2 separate regions of the Rattus norvegicus genome follow, and region 1 is linked to region 2. A link is a contact called in public Hi-C data. All regions are on one chromosome and are shown on one strand. The core of a region is the stretch at or near the end of the contact, and the rest is flanking DNA. Distances in the headings are between cores, read along the strand shown. Region 1 holds the start of Tspan17 (tetraspanin 17). Region 2 holds the start of Rab24 (RAB24, member RAS oncogene family).

Region 1 (5,584 bases), core at 3,009-5,508, 520 kb after region 2:
CACACACGTGCGTGTGCACTCAGGCAAAACACCCATACAGACAAAGTTGAAAAAAGAAATGAAGCAACTGTATTGCTTTTGCTCTGATGCCTGCATAGGAACATAATCCCACAATGCACTTCTTGCCCATCACCAAACCTAAGTGTCAAAGTGACAGAAGAGAGCTGGCGGGGAGTTAAGATTGTACAAAATCTGGGGCACAGTCAAGGGGCATCAGCAACACAGCCCCTGCACTCCATTTCCTCCTCTGGCCACAGTTTCACAAGCCTGTGTCTCTACAGGGCCAGGCTCAGGCAGCCTGGGGAATGAGCAGCTGACTTCTCCTGGACCAGGGGCCCTTAAAGGTTCCTTCCCTGGAGTCTGCTGGCCTGGGTGGGTTAGGAAATGGTCCACGCACACACAGAACTTGCTCCCTCTTTCGTGTGCCCATCTGGGGTCACTCGCATGGGGGCCCACGACGGACACCACACTCACGTATTCCTGAGCAAAGTCGATAAGGTTCTGAAGGTCAATATCGTCCCGGTAGGCTTTGACATTGTTGTTGATGAAGAGGTTAAGTTGGTCTCGGATCCAATCCTTGAACACGAAGGCCAGGATCCCGGCCGCCAGCTCCAGGAAGAAGATGAGGCCGAGGAACACAGAGAACTGGGTTGGGGGCATAGAGATGGAGGGCGTTGGAGAGGTGTGGCATCTGTGACAAGCTCCTACTACCTCTGCCAGGGAGCCACAGTCCCCAGGTGCCACCCTCTATTGAAGTGCTACCCCCTCCCAGCCCTGCCGTGTGTGTGTGTGTGTGTGTGTGTGTGTGTGTGTGTGTGTGTGTGTGTGTGTGCTAGGCAAATGCTCTACCACTGAGCTTGCTCCCCTCAGTACCGTGTTATGTTGATAAAAGACAGCGTGGTTTTACCTGTTCCTGGTCTGGGCACCCTGACTAGGCAAGAACTGGATGAAAGAGGTTAGAAGTCTGGCGGGTCTAGGGTAGAGAGAGACTTACAAATTTGAGCAGGAAGGTGTTTTCCCGGAGGGCCCCAATGCAGCCGGCAAAGCCCAGCACTGACATGATTCCCCCAATCACCACAAACAGCCACACGGGGTCAAGACCGCCTAGATCTGTCAGCCCTGAGATGTTGGAAAGAACGCCCTGCACCAGGGAGTAGACAAGTGTGAGGGAGTGACTCCCCTTCCCCCTCACCCCCTGGGCAGCCCCAAGGGCTCTCTTACCTTCTCACCCCAGGCCCAGAGGCCGATGGCCAGGAACAGGGCTCCCAGCACCTACAACAGCAGGGAGGGAGAGTTCAGGGCTGGGTCCCAGCACCCAGGCTCTTAAACGTCCTTGACCGGTCCTTGACCGTCAGGAAGCTGAGAGACAGGCCCGCCCCCACCCCAAAGCTGTGAGTGGGACTTGGCAGTTCATCTTCCAAGGACACCAGGCAGGGAATCTTTCCCACAGACTAGAGGGTCGGAGGCTACCTCTAACCTTGGGCTGGACGTCACCCCCTTCCTGGACTCTCTCAAAATGGAGCAGAATCCCTAGAGGCCCCAGCCTGGCTCAGAAAACATCTGGCCTCAGGCGCACTCGTGCCTTTGTTTTGGCTTCTTCGAGATTCATTTATTTATATGCACTGTTGCTATCTTGAGAAAGACCAGAAGAGGGCGCCAGATCCCATCACAGATGGTTGTGAGCCACCATGTGGTTGCCAAGAATTGAACTCAGGACCTCTGGAAGAGCAGTCAGTGCTCTTCACCCCTGAGAGCCATCTCTCCAGCCCGTTTTGGCTTTTTGAGACAGGGTCTCATGGCAGTAGTCGAGGCTGGCCTCCAACTCTCTACGTAGCAACTGATGACCACGGGATCTTTGCCTTTTCTGGATCTCTACCTAGAACTCCTCTCCTTCTCAGTCCTCCTTGCTACTCAAACCCCAGCTGCCCACCGCCCTCTCCAGACACTTAGGTGTCTGTTTATCCGCTTGGTACTTCCTTTGTGCAGGGGTAGAGAGGTCAGAGAACAGGGCTAGCCTGTTCTCTGGTGTGCTCAAAGGACTAACAACAGTGCTCGCTCGGGGCAGAGGCGTCTGAAACGGAAGGTGAGGGTGGGCTGTGGATGTGTGTGTCGGGAGCCAGGGAGATGTCAGGATCCTGAAATGACTGTGGGGAGGAGGAGCAAGGGAAGAGGCTAAGAGGAAGCAGAGGAAGGCTGAACAGGAGGCTGTGCCATTTAGGAGGGGTTTGGGGAAAACAAAACATTAGCGAGTTCAAAGATGAGGTAAATCAGACAGGATGAGGCAGGGGACACGATGCTTAGCTGCCCCTGGCCCCATAACCAGCACAGAGAAGGCATTTCCAAGGCACCAGGGAAGGAAAGGGTGGGTGGGTGGAGGTGGGGTGTTGGTAGTCTCTCTCTCTCTCTCTCTCTCTCTCTCTCTCTCTCTCTCTCTCTCTCTCCTCTGATGGTGTGTCAGGGATCAGAGGTGAGAGGGTGGCTGGCCTTTACCATCAGGGCTCCCCAAGCAAGGATCTGAGGCTAGACAATGAGAAAGAAGCACAGACTGCCCAGACAACACCTAGCCAGTGTCCAGACAGCATAGGTAGAGACAGGTAGAGAGGCGCAGACCTATGATCCCCACACTCAGGAGGTGGGACACCAGGAATTCAAGGTCCCAGATCCCTTCCCATCTCAGGTCTTCTGTCACCTTTCCCTATGTACACCTGCAGCCAACTAGATCTGGTCCAACTCTACTCTAAGACCCTGACTGTCCCATGCAGCCCAAGCATAGGTAGGACCTTAATGTTCTGTCCACTTTCACTTCCCCACCCAAGCCGGGACTTTCATCTCCGCTCCCCCCCACCCAGAGTTACTTCAGCTCTGCCTTCCCTCCACCCACTGATAATCACCTGTTTCTCTAGACAAATGACTTAACCTCTCACCGTCTATTCATTCAGTCCCCTATCTGTAAACTACAGGTAATAATAAGGTAGTTGGGAGAACATGCCTCATCATGACCCATTTACTATGAAGCTGGTATAATCCAGCACTCAGAAAGCTCAGACAGGAAAACTGTAGCAAACTCCAAGCCAGGATGGGCTACAGAGTGAGACCCTGTCTTAAGCACAAAAAAAACCCTCATTTAATCTAACAGCCCAGAAGACAAACTCTAATACCAGCCCCTCCTAGGCTAGAAAGCTAAGACCCAGAGAGTAAAGTGGCTTGCCCAAAAACCTCTGGACTAGGCCTGCTACACTCAGGCCCTTTGACTTCCAGGCCAGCGCTCCCTGTAGCTGCCCACACCCTTCAGAACAGAAGACTGCTGAAATTCAAGGACACCACCCCAGGGCAGAGCCAACGGATGGTGGTGGGTGGGGAACAGAGCCACTGAATTCTGCTGAATACAAGTTGGAAAAAAGGCCTTGCATAAAGGAAAGCATGCACAGCCCGCTTTGGTTATAGGATGGGGGGAGGGAGAAGAGAAAGATGACTTGGCAGGACCGGGACACGGATGCCACACAGAGGGAAGCCTCTGTTTGTTTGGTCAGCTATGGAATGCTGAATTCTGTTCCCAAGGGACAGCTCCCTGTTCTCAACTGGAGCTCCTCTTCCTGCAGAGGCACAGGGCTTGGCTTTTGTCACTCCTACCCTCCTGGCTCACATGCTTCTGAGCGTCTGTAGGGTAGACTCGCTAGGACCCAACCTCGCAACCCTCACCGCACCACGCCGGGAGTTGGAGTGGCAAGGAGGCGGGGCAGGGCTCGTCCGCAAATACCGCGCCCTTGCAGTCTTCCTGCAAACACTGCCACCTTTTTCTGCCCAAACTTGGGGCTGCAATGAGAGACTACCATCACCCCTCTGCTGGGACTGGGTCCCACCCCCCCCCCAGCTATCCCAATAGCTCCCCAGAGTAGTTGGGGACAGGGCATCAGGGTAGAGGGGGTGAGGAACAGTCCCCGGTCACAAGCTTCGGAAAGGGTCTCCCCCACCAGCAACTGAGACCCCCTAGCCCCCATCCTCAGCTCAGAGCGAGAAGCGACCCACGCTCACCCAGAAGACAATGTTGAAGCCAAACAGAAAGTATTTCCCGCAGCAGCCAACCTCAGGGTCCTGGAATTGCTGATGCTTGCCGGGCATGGTGAGCGGCCACCTGCCGCCCTGGGAACCCGAGCCGGGAACCGGCCCAGCCCTCTGCGGGCTGCCCAGGCGTGGAGCCGCCCCGGGCCTAGCCCGGCGGCTGCGGCTTCATGGCCAGAGCCACACAGCTCACTGGCTGCCCCTCCCGCTGTAGCACCGCCCCTGGCGCTCGGACTACCACGCCCGGAGTGCGGTGCCCTCATCCGACCCCGCCCTCCAACAGCGCTCCGGCCCCGCCCACAGTGTCAGTCCACACCCCGCCCCAGGACTGCTCGGTCTTCTTGGAGCTCCGCCCACGCCCCCCAGTCCCAGCCAGGTTCAGTCCTCACGGAGACCGGCTCATAGCATGACTCCACCCCCAGCCAGTCTTAATCCTCCCAGGCTCCGCCCAGGCCAAGCTGCTGTCCTCCCCGCAGCCCTGCCCACGTCCCGCCCAAGACTCTGCCCCAGCCAACCTCTGTTTTTAAGACCCGCCTCTAAACCGGGTTTCGCCTCTGATCCGCCCCAGACCCCTCCTCCAACTGGCCTCAGTCCTCCCAGAGCTCCGCCCTACTCAGCCTCTGCTCTGAGCCTCGGTCCGCACCCTTGGAGCCACGCCCCAGACACCGTTTTTTTTTTCTTCTGGTCCAGCAGGCCTCACTCCTCCCCCAAGACCCTGCCTCTGGGCAAGGCTTTGGATACACCCCAGACACACTCAACCTCTTTCAACCACCACCTCTGAGGAATCCCCATCTCTTCTCTACATAAGCTCCCCAAGTCCTTCAGAGGCCCCAGATGAGCTAACTTGGCAAAGCTGGTGAGCCAAGTGTGACTGAAGCCCGTGGATCTCCAGTCTAAGGCTCAAGAACCAAGGAGTCCATTCCCCAGGGATAAGCCGTTGGGCATAGTGGGACTAGTGAACAGTGCCATGCACCCACACACAGTGGAGTTGAATACAAACAGGAGTGCCACGCCTGTTCCGTTTTTGCCTATCTCTACAGTAGCCCCTGTCCCATACCAACTCAGGCTTTCTCTGGTTTCCTTGGTACCCGGGACTCACCAGACTCCTTTTGAAACAAAACAGGATGGGGCAGATCCAGGTTTAGGTACACCTGATCTTAAATATTTAGATTCCAAGTTTGTTACAAAATGTTTATTTAAGACCAGATACAAGGGGTTGGGAATTTAGCTCAGTAGTAGAGCGCTTGCCTAGCAAGCTCAAGGCCCAGGGTTCGGTCCCCAGCTCCGAAAAAAAAAAAAAAAAAAGAAAAAAGAAAAAGAAAAAAGGAAAAAGACTAGATACAAAAAGGGCCTCAGGAATCATTAGCGTCAAGTGGACCCCTTAAAAAAAACCATGGTGAAGTCCAACTGTTGTAAAAATATAAAAATAAAAAAGTACGGTTGTCTTTTACCCCCCCCCCCCAGGTCCTGCACCGAGGTGTCCCAAGATATCTGCTAGATATCTTGGTGGAAACACATCCCAATT
Region 2 (6,235 bases), core at 2,480-4,979:
AGAGGATCTGGAGGTGGATGTGGAAAGCCTGGTGTTTGGGACTGAGACGGAGCTCCTACAGAGCTTCAGCGCTGGGCAGGAGCACAGCTACTCACACAGCACTGGCACCTGGCTATGATGCCCGCCGCCGGAGTGGCCTGTACTCTCTCTGGACTGAACCCGCCAGTCAGTGGCTCACAGCCACGTGTCGAAGTGACAATAAAGCCATCACCGTGTGGGAGCAGATTCTGGACTCTGCTGCACAGCTTGAGCCTGGGCTACCCTCCCCACCCCCAGGGGATTTTATGTAGCGCTTGGCTCTGCTCTGCTGCTCCCCACAGGGACCAGAGGCCTGTAAACTTCTTGTTCCTGGGCAAAGCCCCAGGCCTCTGCCCATATATACCGCACAGTATTTTCATTAAAATCCTCTTTCATAAGTTCCTGTCCGTGGTTTTGCCCGATGAGATGAAGGAAGTCGCAGCTACAACTGGAAAAGAGGAAGTAAGACCTGTGGCTGGCAAGCAGGGTCACGTGAGAGGCGGCTGCTCTGCCGTCCTGGTGCTGATCTGAGGCAGAGATGCGAGTGCCTGAGCTCCAGACTCAAACCAAAGCTATCCGACTCCAGAACTGGGGCAGTCAAATCATGTGTTTATTGAGTGCCTGTTATGTGCTAAATATTGTTCAGGGGACGTGGGACCCAGCAGAGGACACGGGGAGTCCTGCCCTCGTGGAGCGTACAGTCTATTGCACTGCTGTGACCTTGGGCAAGTCACTGCACCCCTCGACCGGCCCAGCAGATAGACCTGGACGTGGTGCAGATGCTGACCAGGACAGCGCTCTGACCCACCACCCCAGACAGCAGAGAGGGCTGCAGGTTCATCTTTAATAATCAAGTACACGGGGGAGGAGGGAGAGGAAGAGGGCTATACGAGCTGCTGCTGCTGCTGCTTGGTGGCGGCCTTGTTGGCCAGGTCCTTGGCCTTCTCTGTAGCTGCCAGTGCGGTCTCCTTTGCTTTCTCTTTGGCCTCCTTGGCTGTCTCAACAAGTGTTTTTGAAGGGGCCTCACCTGTGGCAATGACAGGGGCTGGCTTCAGATGGTGCCCAGAAGACCCATCCAACCCCTCATCAACCTCGGCAGTCACTGTTGAAGGGCCCGGCTTCTTAGGAATAGTTGGAGCCCCCTGTTCCTGACCCTCCAGCCCTTCCGGGCACACATAAAGAGTCTCAGACTAAGACTGGCCCCATGCTTCATTGGTTAAGCAGAGGTAGGACCGCTCCAGCTATTGGTAGTGCGGGTCCTCCCGATTCCTGAAACAGTGTCTAGGGCTCTCACCTTGTAGCTTGGCCAGGATGTATTCAAAGCCCTTCATTGTCTTGGTCACATTGCTTTTGAACCGGGCAAGACCAAATTCCTGGAAGGAGGAGAATGATGGGAGAGTTGCTCAATGACCCAGGGCCCGGCCCAGCACGGCCTGGCCCAGCCCAGCCCAGCCCCCAACCTCTTACCTGGACAGCTCTGGAGACACCAAATAAGCTAGAGGAGACCCAGGCCTCCCGACGGATTTCGGTCCAGCCGCTATTGTCAGAGTTCACACAGTAAACACATCGTTCCTCCACCACCTTCAAGGGAAGTCAGGCTGAGCACCCTGAAGGGGCACGCTCAGACAAGCTAGCACCATATTCCTGCACTCAACATCGGGTGAGTTCCTGCCCCCACAAAGTTCTTCCCATTTTGTATCTCAGGCCCGGAGAGAGGCTGTTCTGCCTCTATAACCTCAATGCTGACCCTTTGAAGTAGAACGCAGTTTCCTGGGATCAGCGGCTATTCCACCCTGATCCAGGGCTTTGCTTGGGGCCTCTGGATATAGAGGTGAACAGTGTTTCTCATCTGCTTTCTCCCCTCTGAGCTTCCTGATAGTGTGTGTGTGTGTGTGTTCTCGTCCCCTCCCCCCCAATAATGACAGCTTTTATTATCAAAGGGTGTGGGAGCCTCCTGAAGAACGTGAAGAGAAGTCACAAACACACCACTGTGTTACCAAGCAGAGCTCTCAGCTGAGGTGACTTCAGACAGTGCCGGGCAGGAAAGGGTGCCTTCCTCACATTGTGCCCGTGAGGGGCACATCTTTATAAAGCTTTTCTTTTGCAAAACACACAATTCCCACCTCTCAAGTTTACAGAAGCTGAGAAAGAATCATCTCGAAGCTTGAAGGTTAGTCACACAGGCAAATGACACTCTGAATATCCCCAAACATGGGATTTCAAGCCTTCCGAAGGATCCAAGGAACATGATGCATCCCCTCAAATCTCATGCAGAAACTGAGGCACATTCCAGACACCTCCAAGCCTTGATGGAAGTCACTGTCTCCCTTTGTCACCCAGTATAACTCCTGAAAGCCTATGTATGTATGTATGTATGTATGTATGTATGTATGTATGTATGTATGTCACCAACCGACTGCTCTGTGTACAGCACTTGTAACAAGCTTTGAAAATGGGTGTCTTTCCCCACCATCTGAGAGCCGAGGGGCAGTCCCGGAGAATCCAACCACTCAAAAAGGATAGACCAATCTAAGGGCAGAACTCTACAGATGAGGCCCGCCTCTGGCCGCAGAAGTTCCCACAATTCTCCAGCCTGAAATCTGAAGGGCAACTATTTTGAGGAACCAAAGGAAGTCTCACCATCAGCCGGGCGTGGTTGATGTTCCAAGTGAAGGTGGTCATGGTCTGATTCTGTGGGTCCACAATCGAGTCCTCCAGGATGTACACCGAGTGAGCAACGTTGGCGGGAAACAGTCGCTCTGCCCAACGTGGCATCCTGTTGGTCTTGGTCAGGAGTCTCCGGGACAGAAGCTTCTGGTCAGGGGTCACCTCCCGGTGCACTATGTCTTCGGTTAAGACATGTTTGCTGCAAGTGTTAAAATGCAGATGATTCTCAGGAAATGTCTACGGGTTACTATTTAGAGCCTCCAGGTCATGGCTTCCTGCAATCTTACAGAGTGATCTGTACCCAGGTTCGGAATTAGAGTGCAATGAACCTATCCCCGGGCAAATTCCAACTCCCTCCTCCACCCTGACATGGATTCTGTGGCTTTCCAAATCGAGCAAAATCTCAAGAATTATACCACTAGAGAGCGCCACCAGCAGGTGAGCAAGCCATCGTCAGGATTTCAGGCCCCGAAATACCTACCGCTCAACTCTTCCTGTCTCCCTAGGACCGACCGCAAAATAGAAATCTAGAGCCTAATATAAACCACGATCTACAACCTTGCAGACTTGGCCTGATCTTAATCCTATAAGGACTTTGTGCCATAACTGTGGCCACAGTCACCGGAGATAGCTCACATCGGACTTTCTGTTCTAGTTTTTCACGGCTCCACTATTCAAGGACAGCCAAATGGAGAGAGGAGGGCGACTGGCTCTACCTACCACCACGTACCTATAGGGATTCGGGTACCGTTGCCAGAAGGCAGCGAACACTTGGTCCCAGGAACTTCGGAGCACGCTCTGGCCCAGGAAATACTTCACCATCGTCCCGACCCGGGCGGGCTCAGCACCCGTGCAGCATCAGGGTGAAGAGCCCGGGGGTGGGGAGGGCACGTGGCAAGGCGCACGCCCGCCAGGCTCGCAGCTCAATCACCGCGGCGCCGCGCCCAGGTCCCTACCGCCGCCATGAGAGGCTATAGGACTGCGCGACGCTTCCGGCGCCAGCCGCACAGGATCGGCCACTTCCGGCGCTCGTGTCACGTGACCGGGCGTCCCGCCTCTTGTGGTCCAGTCCCAGAGGTGCTGTTTGGAGTTAGCTATAGGGAACCCGGTTTCAGTCGGTAACCCCGGCGCGGCGGAGCTTCTGTCGCAGCGACGGTCGCGCGGGTGAGCAGCGCAGGGCCCTGCGGCGCGGTGGAGGGCGCTGTCCGCGTCCCCGCGCCGCGGCTCTGTAAGGGACGGAGCGCCCCGGGCCGAGGCACCAGAAGCCTGCGAAGTGCGAGGCCTTTGGGATTGGGGTCTGAGGCTTGGGCTCTGCCTGGGCCGCGGAGACCCTGAAGTGGGTGAGGCGGCCCCGGGAGCATGAGCGGGCAGCGCGTGGACGTCAAGGTGGTTATGCTGGGCAAGGAATACGTGGGCAAGACGAGCCTGGTGGAACGATACGTGCACGACCGCTTCTTGGTGGGGCCCTATCAGAACGTGAGTGCACCCCTGCGGAGCAGGCTTGGGAGGAAGGGGGCCGACCGGCATTCGACTCTTATCTCTTCCCTGGTTGTAGACCATCGGGGCTGCTTTTGTGGCCAAGGTGATGTGTGTTGGAGATCGGACGGTGACTCTGGGTATTTGGGTAAGTCCCTTGAGAACAGAGTCTTGAGCAAACCTATCCCCGAAATTTAATGTCTTGCCTCTTAAACCGGTCAGCCGGAGTCTCATACAGGTCGTTCTTTTCTTCCGCACACCCATTTACTCATCTTAAGAAAAAAGGAGGGGAGGTGTCTGGAAGATGTGGGCCTAGTTTGTAGTCTTGTGAAGGAGCTCATCGACTCCTTTCACCCCTCAGGACACAGCAGGTTCCGAGCGCTACGAAGCCATGAGCAGAATCTATTACCGGGGTGCTAAAGCTGCAATTGTCTGTTATGGTAAGGGGTTGGACTCTGGCCTGTTCAAGTAAGAGTTGGGTTACAGGCCAGCATCAACGGGAAGCCACTGTTCCTTATTGTGTCTCCTGTCTTACCCCTACCAAGACCTCACCGACAGCAGCAGCTTTGAGAGAGCCAAGTTCTGGGTTAAGGAGCTCCGCAGTTTAGAAGAGGTAGGTGACAAGATCCTACAAGATTAGGGACAGAGACTGTATTGGTCTGTGGAGATAATTTCAGCCTTGTCTTCTGCTACAGGGCTGTCAAATCTACCTGTGTGGCACTAAGAGTGATCTGCTGGAGGAAGACAGGCGGCGCCGTCGTGTAGACTTCCATGACGTTCAGGACTACGCTGATAGTACCTGTTTTTAAGTCTCTGAGGATGGGAGCTTGAGGGGGGGGGGATATCTGCTTGAGTGGATTTCAAGGACGGGAATGACAGCCTTGGTTTCTTTCTAGCCTTCTTGAACTTATGGAGTTCAAGAGACTGAACTGTTAGCTACATTTAGGTGTGCTCCCCAGGTGAGGACTTAGTCACTTCTCTTTACAGATATCAAAGCCCAGCTCTTTGAAACATCCAGCAAGACAGGCCAGAGTGTGGGTGAGTGTTGTCTTGGGTCCTGTCAGCAGGCACAGACAGGACAGTAGAGCAGAAAGGATCAGAGGGCTGGACCACTGGGGTACCCAGGGCTGCTGGCCTCAGGCCCTCACTGATTCTTTGCTTGCCAGACGAGCTCTTCCAGAAAGTGGCAGAGGATTACGTCAGTGTGGCTGCTTTCCAGGTGATGACAGGTGTGTACTTCCTCATGGTCCCCAGCCCTCTTGGTGACCTACTTGATCCCCCAGCTAATAGTGCTGAGCTGCCACCTCTCTCTCTGACAGAGGACAAAGGCGTGGATCTGAGCCAGAAGGCAAACCCTTACTTCTACAGCTGTTGTCACCACTGAGTCACAACTCATCTGCCCAGTCGAATTAGATGAACTCCCAGAGGGGCTGGACCCAACTCTTGTCTGGGCTGGAGTGGTCAAGCGTCTGAGCTACTCCAGGTGCCCATTGCAGCAGAGGTGGCACCTGCCTGTGCTGGCCCGAGGAACGGAGGCAGTGTTGGGCTGACTGTGGGCATGAGGAGGGATAAGGGCTGATTTGAATCCCAGGCTTCTGTCCTGGCCAGACTATTTAAGTAGCTTCTGAACTGTAAATAAAATTGATGCATTTCCTTGCTGTGTGCACTGGGTGTCAGAACACCTAGTCGTTCCTGGGGCCGTGTGGGCCTCACTTATGTGAAGACTTCCCATCTGGACTATCACTGAAACCACCGAGAAACAATGGGCTTTTTCTTATGATCCCACCGACCCCTTTTTTGTAAATGCTTGTATGTCTGTGAATGTAGAGCAAATCGCAGAGGTTCTAACATTAGGCAAGAAAAAGACCCCTGAGTCTTGCAGCTACTTTCTCTTTTTTTGTGGGGGTGAAGATAGGCTGAGGCTGGGATGGAGAAGTTGCAAAGCTCAGAAGACCAAGGAAAGCACCTCAGTTGTGCCCAGAGATGAAAGGCTCAGGTACAGCACCCTCAAGACAAGTTGGTTTGGCCAGCTCTACCTGTTGTGTCATGTCTAGACCTGTGCTCAGGGTTGTGA

The links. Hi-C and Micro-C count contacts between places; a contact is called where the count stands out from the background.
Region 1: a Hi-C map of Schwann cells shows a contact between it and region 2, with 8 times the contacts expected there. The contact joins the promoter of Tspan17 here to the promoter of Rab24 in region 2. A contact is called at or near these places in 2 of 12 Hi-C or Micro-C datasets (the A7r5 cell line and Schwann cells).

Annotation. Positions count from the first base shown.
Region 1 is chr17:9,827,677-9,833,260 of GRCr8, forward strand. It overlaps Tspan17 (tetraspanin 17), which reads right to left and starts at 4,259. Exons shown (of 8, transcript NM_001013138.2): 1 at 4,033-4,259; 2 at 1,222-1,272; 3 at 995-1,141; 4 at 475-645. The coding sequence starts at 4,119.
Region 2 is chr17:9,309,864-9,316,098 of GRCr8, forward strand. It overlaps Rab24 (RAB24, member RAS oncogene family), which reads left to right and starts at 3,730. Exons shown (of 8, transcript NM_001015023.2): 1 at 3,730-4,161; 2 at 4,241-4,309; 3 at 4,523-4,601; 4 at 4,707-4,774; 5 at 4,857-4,956; 6 at 5,149-5,199; 7 at 5,328-5,390; 8 at 5,481-5,812. The coding sequence starts at 4,045. The coding sequence ends at 5,545. Prelid1 (PRELI domain containing 1) reads right to left here and starts at 3,648. Exons shown (of 5, transcript NM_001009636.1): 1 at 3,416-3,648; 2 at 2,659-2,884; 3 at 1,486-1,599; 4 at 1,313-1,391; 5 at 608-1,045. The coding sequence starts at 3,507. The coding sequence ends at 903. It overlaps Mxd3 (Max dimerization protein 3), which reads left to right. Exons shown (of 6, transcript NM_145773.2): 6 at 3-415. The coding sequence ends at 118.